Regions from separate parts of the Drosophila melanogaster genome. Here region 1 is linked to region 2. The links are chromatin contacts, called in public targeted proximity ligation maps. All regions are on one chromosome and are shown on one strand. The core of a region is the stretch at or near the end of the contact, and the rest is flanking DNA. Distances in the headings are between cores, read along the strand shown.

Region 1 (3,458 bases), core at 875-3,374, 380 kb after region 2:
TTATTATTTCATTTTTATTATGCAATTAAGTTTAATAGTTATGCGTTCAAATTAGAGCAAAGTTCTTCAGCATTAAGCAACACATATAGCAACTTTTTGGAAAGCGCTTAAATTTAAATGGAATATTTTGATTTTTCCAAATTTAGATTTATGTCAATAAAATTGTAAAAACAAGAACCATTGTTTATGTATTTTATTTTATGCATTATTAAAATGTGTGTTTTAACAAACATCTTTAAGAAGTTCGAAATTTATTAAAAGTCCCCAAATCATGGCCTTATACACTTTCTTCCTTAATATAATTGGTATAAAATAACAGGGTATAATATATAATAAACCCAACCCATATTAAATCCATTCCTTTACTCACCTCCTGTTAAAGCACTTAGACCCGCCGATGTCACCGGCGGTGGTTTGGAGAGGATGGTATCGATGCCGTGCGGATTGGGTGCACCCTGGCTGTTGGTGTTCGTAGTCGTGGTGGAGGACGACGATGAGCTGCCACCGGATCCGCGATCACTGATCAAATGCGAATTCGGGCTGTGGCTATAGGACAAGCCATTTGCCGACGCCGACGATCCACCGACTCCTTGACCCTTCATTTCCGTGGTCATCGAGTGAAGAGCGGCCAGCGGGGGACCGAGAAAACTCAGTGGGAGCTTGTGGTCCATGTGGTTATTGTTGTTGTGACATCCGGGGTTTCCGGCATGGTTGGCATTGTGCAAAGCCAGTGGGTTCACTCCATGATGGTGCTGGAACTTTGCCCTCTGGCTGCTGAGATTCTCGGGACTGTAGTCGTTCTGGCCCTGCGGCGGTGGACTGGCGGATTCGCTGGTCTGGCATGGATCCTCCGCTCCGCTGCTCCTCTGGCTCAAGGCATACGACTTGGCACTGTCCACACCGGGACTGGAATTGTGTTCGTATCGCGGAGATGGCGAGGAGTCAGAATGGAGTCTAGAAGAGGCGGGTGGCGGTGTCGTCGATGGCGAGTCCGAATCCTTGAGACCTCCGCCATGTGCCGCCTTTAGCAACATTAGCGGACTGCTGTTGTTGTTGTTACTGCTATTATTGTTATTATTATTATTGTTGTTGGCATAAACGGCCGCTGCCGCCGCTGCACTGTGGTAATCGGCCAACTGTTGTTGATAGTCCGCCGCCGCCATCGCATGGGCATGGACATCCGCGAAGCCATTGCTCATGGCCGCCGCCAAATGATGACGTTGAGCCGCCGACGGGGGACTTCCCTGGGCGGCGGCCGCAAAACTATGATGGCGCATATACGGATTTATCAGATCCATCTCGGGCGCTTCGTGGCCGTAGTCCAGGCACTCCGGGTGCTGCTGCGGTGGTGCTCGGTAAAATGCCGGCGGAAGGGCCAAGTTAAAGGCGGAATTGGCGGACAGCTGGAAGCTCTGGGCCAGCTGCTTGGCCGCCACCTTGGCGTCTGGCGGTGGAGGCGTGGGCGAGGGATTGCTGCTGCCACCCGCCGGCGTAATGCTCAGGAATGGACTACCCAGCTTGGGATCGGTCTACGGATAGGTATTCACGCGGAGAAGATCGAATCTTAACGATTTAGGCTTTTCAGTTTGGTTATAAATAGTATTTAAGCAATAGCAGCTTTTTGTTCAAATATTTTTGATTAATTACTTCTATGTAATTAAGACCAAAAAAATTATTTAAGGGGATATCCTGCTTTATGCTTATAAAACTTATTGAGTTCCTTAATAATTTTTTGGAAATTTTGTTTAACTACGTATTTTGCTTGAATTGTTTTCAATTATAATGTCAGCACTTCAGTTTCCGATGTACGCAGTATTTATATTTATATAGGGTTTTTAATATTTTCCGATCACGATACGATTAAAACACGTAAATCTATATATTCAAGATCAAATGATCAAATGATCTTGAATCCTTTTTAGCACAAGCACGAAACCGATTTTGTCAAACGGTTGAGCACGAAAACGTTTATTGTTCAAATCGTTCTTAGATTTTAAGAAACTACACTTGGCATAATCGATTTGAACGAGATCAGGCTATATGGGTAACTCCGTGGCCGGAAAATATCGTAGTGAATGAAGACCCGCGCGTGTCCGCTTGTTTAGGCCTACGACTAACGAATGATTTCGAAATTGACTCGACTGGCCCTCAGTCGCACAATCTCAGTTTCAATTTCAGTTTCGGTTTTTGGTTGGGGGTACGGCTTTCAACCCTCCGCATTCCGATTCCACTTCCACTCGCAGCATCATCTCTAGAGCGCGCGAGGGAGAGAGTCGTATATGGTTGTCTTGCTCCCCCATATCGATGTGTCTCTTTCTCGCCCACAAGAGTGTTCCACAATCAGTGTAAACATGAAATGCAGACTGGAACGCAGTGGCATTGGCACAAAACGAATGGGAATTTTATTATGTACATCATTAAAATCAACTATTTCGGATTCGGATTGGAGCCTGGGACTGAAACGGGAACTTATCCTGGCACTCTTGGTGTGCTTTGTCTCGCTTGCACCACCATCTGTCCTTTTCTGGCCAACTGTTTCCTTGAGGCTGAGTGCATTTTCATGGCTTTTTCCCTGGGTCGCTGGATTGTGGGTGGCCTTTTTGTCGACTGCGAATTCCGTTTATTTGTTTAAAAAGCTATAAATATTGAGACGAAGCTGGCAGCTTTTTTCGTTGGACTTATTCATTTAAATAATTAAAAATTGCGCTGGCGATAAATGAGAGCTATAAATGTAAACGAGAAACTATAGGTTAAAGTAGAAGTATTTCAACACTTTTTTTAAATGTTTGTTTGTAATTAATTTAATACAAAATTCTGTACTTAAGTAATATAACATAAATATGTGAAATGTTATTAATTCGCGAACTGTAAAGAATATGCCTATATAGTTTTATTTTTTAATTACTCTATATTTTAAGGATTTTTTTTAACCATATACCAAAGACACCTTTTTCTAGATTATCTTATAAATTATTTTCAGAAATGTGAGTCCCAGCACAGCATACCAACATATATATGTATGTATCACGTTTTGTACCGCTCACACTTTCATCACCGAACTGAATTAATACGCTAATTAACATTTTAATATTATTATGTGCCCGTCGGTGGGCCGGAGGATTGTTAACCCACCGACGGCCAACGAATTATATTTATGTTTATCTATATAAAAATACCGCTGTTGCTGGTGTTACACACACACACACATACTCTGACAGGCAGACGGGTGGTCCACATACAAATACAAAAATGCGCTTCATTTAATAATAAACTACACACAATTTTAATTTACTCAGACAAAACGGTGAGATCTCATAGGAATGAAATGGGATGTGGAATAGAGGGCAAGGCCACGCCCACTAAAATGAGAAAGGGAGAGAGAACTTGGACCGCCATTGTGAATGAATGTGAGTGAAAGTATGAAGGAGCGAATTCACTCAACCGTTGAGTGAGTATCT
Region 2 (3,335 bases), core at 371-2,870:
TTTTACGATAAAACTGGTATTAAAGTTTTTGGGAAAAGTGTAACAGTTTGTGTGAGGTTAGTTGTTTTTGGGTTCTTTCTTCTTCCCCTTTGTCTTGTACATCCTGTGAAAAACATTGCTTGACATTAAAGTGCTTCTTGTGTTGACTTTACATTCACCTCATTTCCATATCTATTATCTTGACTTCTGCTATTCCAAATCTAATAATAATTTGTTCTTTATTTTCCTTTATTTCCAGGTAAGCAAAACAATAGCTAAACACAAACTACCTCGAGCACTCTTATCTTACCAATTCCACTTGGTAAGTGCTAAAACGAACCCACAAAAGTGTTTCTTGTCTACCTTTTATCTAAGCTGAAAAATCGCCCGAAGAATTGGCCATAATGTGAATTTATGTTCCCACACACACTCATACACTCGCAAGTCCATAAAAGAGGCGCCTATTTCTGGGGGCGTGGCAGTGGGAGCAGTTGGCAAGTAGAAATCCTACGCTTTCCATTACGTCATGTTGGCTTTCCGTATATTACTTTTTGCACAAGGTTGTCCAAGGCGAACGGGGCGTTACATTAATGGGTAACTAGTCAAAACGAATCGAATCGGTTTCGAGTTCGAGTTCAGTTGGGGCTACACTTGTCTTGGCCAACTATGGATTGTATCTTTCTTGTCTTCGCTATTCGGTCGCACTACAATTTATTATAAGTAATGAGACAGTGGAGAGTCGAGTTAACAATTACGACCTACGTGCGAATAACCTTCTTTCGTTAAATCATCTTGAACTTTTGGCATTTTGAGGGGAGATTATCTAAGGGTCTTGAAGTAGCTTGTTTTTAATTTTTATTTTTATTTATGAGCGAAAAATACATAAAAAATGATTATAAAGCTTATAAAGGGAAAGTCCGTGCAACTTATTAAATATGCCAAACCTACTTTATCGAACATTGTGTTTACAACGTTCTCGGTTACTAGCCAATCTTATCGTACTTCAACCTTCCTTTATTTTCCCCTTATAACAATTCTTATGTATATGTATACCCAAATAGCAATTGTTGTCTTGGAAACTCACTAGGCCCTGGACTTTAATATATACACAAAATGTGCTAAACCCAAAGAAGTCGGGGATAGAAGAGTTTTAAAGGAGTGCTATGCGTTCATATAGACAACAAACAAATGAATAAATATAAATGCAATAGCAGCTTCTTTAAAACGTGGATAATTCTCACAGTTTGTATTTGCTTTGGCAAATAAATATTGACTATTTTTTTTGCCTAATTATACAAACATACACTCATCGCGTGGATGGATATATAAAGTTTGTACACAACTGCAAATGAAAGGTAAATATAGCCGGCTTTAAAAGTATCTGTGAGTTTTGCGTTGATTAAGGCGGCGGTTAAACAAATTAGAAGAGTAAATAAGGTCTGTAAGATTAGACACGGATAAAGGTATTTTAAGGACAATATTACCTTAAAATATCCAAATATACCGATCATTTGCAATGTATTAAAAATTGTGGAAGCCAAAGCAGGCATTTTTTTTTGCTACTGGATTTTATAAAGAAGGCTGTGAAATGAATTTCAACGAGCCCTTACTTCAGATCCCTGACTAGCCCAGAATATTCGTCAGTTCAGTTCCAGCTGTTCTACTGTACGGTTCTCTTGAAAGTCGTTACTTTTTTTTATCATAAAGCTGACACCACCAAGTTATCCGGTAAATATATTTCTTGTTTTTGAACAAGGCATCGTTCGATTTTAAACCTAATAGATCTGGCTTTTCTCCGAAAATTTTCGGCATCTGCGAAGATGTCGTTGCCACGCGTTTACTTCGATATAGCCGCAGGAGGTGAGAAGTTAGGTAGAATTGTGATGGAACTACGTTCGGATGTGGTGCCCAAGACGGCGGAGAATTTCCGGGCCCTCTGCACCGGAGAGAAGGGGTACGGCTACAAGGGATCACCATTCCACCGCGTCATCCCGAATTTCATGTGTCAGGGCGGTGATTTCACTAATCAAAACGGAACTGGAGGACGCTCCATTTATGGAAACAAGTTTCCCGATGAGAATTTCGAGCTAAAGCATACCGGAGCTGGTGTACTTTCGATGGCCAATGCTGGGGCCAATACCAATGGATCTCAGTTTTTCATTTGCACCGGGAAAACCACATGGCTGGATAATAAGCATGTCGTGTTCGGCAAGGTCGTTGAGGGAATGGATATCGTCCAGAAGGTAGAATCTTACGGTTCACAAGATGGGAAGACCAGCAAGAAAGTAATTATCGAAGACTGCGGAGCCCTCTGAAGGGTGTCAATACATAATAGTGCTGTCAATCACACATTTACACTATTACACTGAAATTATACTTTTCAAGAAAACTTTGCAAAATAAAAGGGGGTGCAAAAAAATGTATTTTGTCGGTTCAACTATTTACATCGCTCTCATATGTTACGCATTTCAGACCAATTCGTTGAATAATCCGGTGCACCCTGAACAGCCCAGTTCCCTGACTCATTTTCCTTTGATTTTTCTTTCCATTACTTTTAATTGACTCAATTTAGTTCAAGAGTTGCTCACATATGTCGCTTTTGATTCTTTCCACTCGATTCTCATTCTGTCTCCCATCACCTTTCCCTCAAGCCATTCTATCCACTTTACCCGAATGCACTTTGCAAATGTCTATTAAGTCACATACACTGATGAAAAAAAAGAATTAACCACCAGTAATACATATGTATATGTTTGGTAAAGTGCACTTTACTAAATACATTCAAAAACTCAAATTGAATCCATTATTTTTTAAATATATTCTGCAATATAAGTTTTGTTTAAACAAATATTATATTTGGAAGTTAGTATTTCTTTTCAAACCTAAAAACACCTGGCTAACTATGTTATACAATGTGTATATGTGTATGTGCATATAAGCCACTCAGCAAACAAAATTTTCTTTTCTCAAGTGCATGTAATACGAATTTCCAACACTGCTAAGTCACATTAGTGGAATTTTTCTATTGCGTTCGTTTTGCTTTGGGGCTCTGTTTTTTTGTATTTCTTTTCGTTATTTTTTCGGGCACCCAAAACAAGTCGCGGCTTCTGCCGACGTCGACCGAGGCAGCGGCAGAGGAGGGGCCGCGACTTGGCGCTGGCTTTTCAGCGCTTTCCTCTCTCAGATTGCATTTAACGCTTGCCGCGTTCACAACACTAGAAAAGCGGAGCAGCGCATCGAACGGTCGCCCTGTCTCTCACTCTCTCGCGCTCTCTCGCGCGGGTGTTTTGTTGTTGGGCAATGCAATTGCCAAGGAAAAGGAAAATGCAGCTGCTGCTGCTGCTCTCCTAAGCAAA

The links.
Region 1: a contact with region 2 is called in a targeted proximity ligation map of the Kc167 cell line, with 5 times the contacts expected there. A contact is called at or near these places in 1 of 107 Hi-C or Micro-C datasets (the OSC cell line) and 1 of 7 datasets of targeted methods (the Kc167 cell line).

Annotation. Positions count from the first base shown.
Region 1 is chr3L:14,597,416-14,600,873 of dm6, forward strand. It overlaps HGTX (HGTX,), which reads right to left and starts at 2,125. Exons shown (of 4, transcript NM_144357.3): 1 at 371-2,125. The coding sequence starts at 1,298.
Region 2 is chr3L:14,216,584-14,219,918 of dm6, forward strand. It overlaps CG7768, which reads left to right and starts at 1,621. Exons shown (of 2, transcript NM_168584.4): 1 at 1,621-1,707; 2 at 1,762-2,391. The coding sequence starts at 1,800. The coding sequence ends at 2,294. The region is part of intron 7 of nuf (nuclear fallout); the gene reads left to right.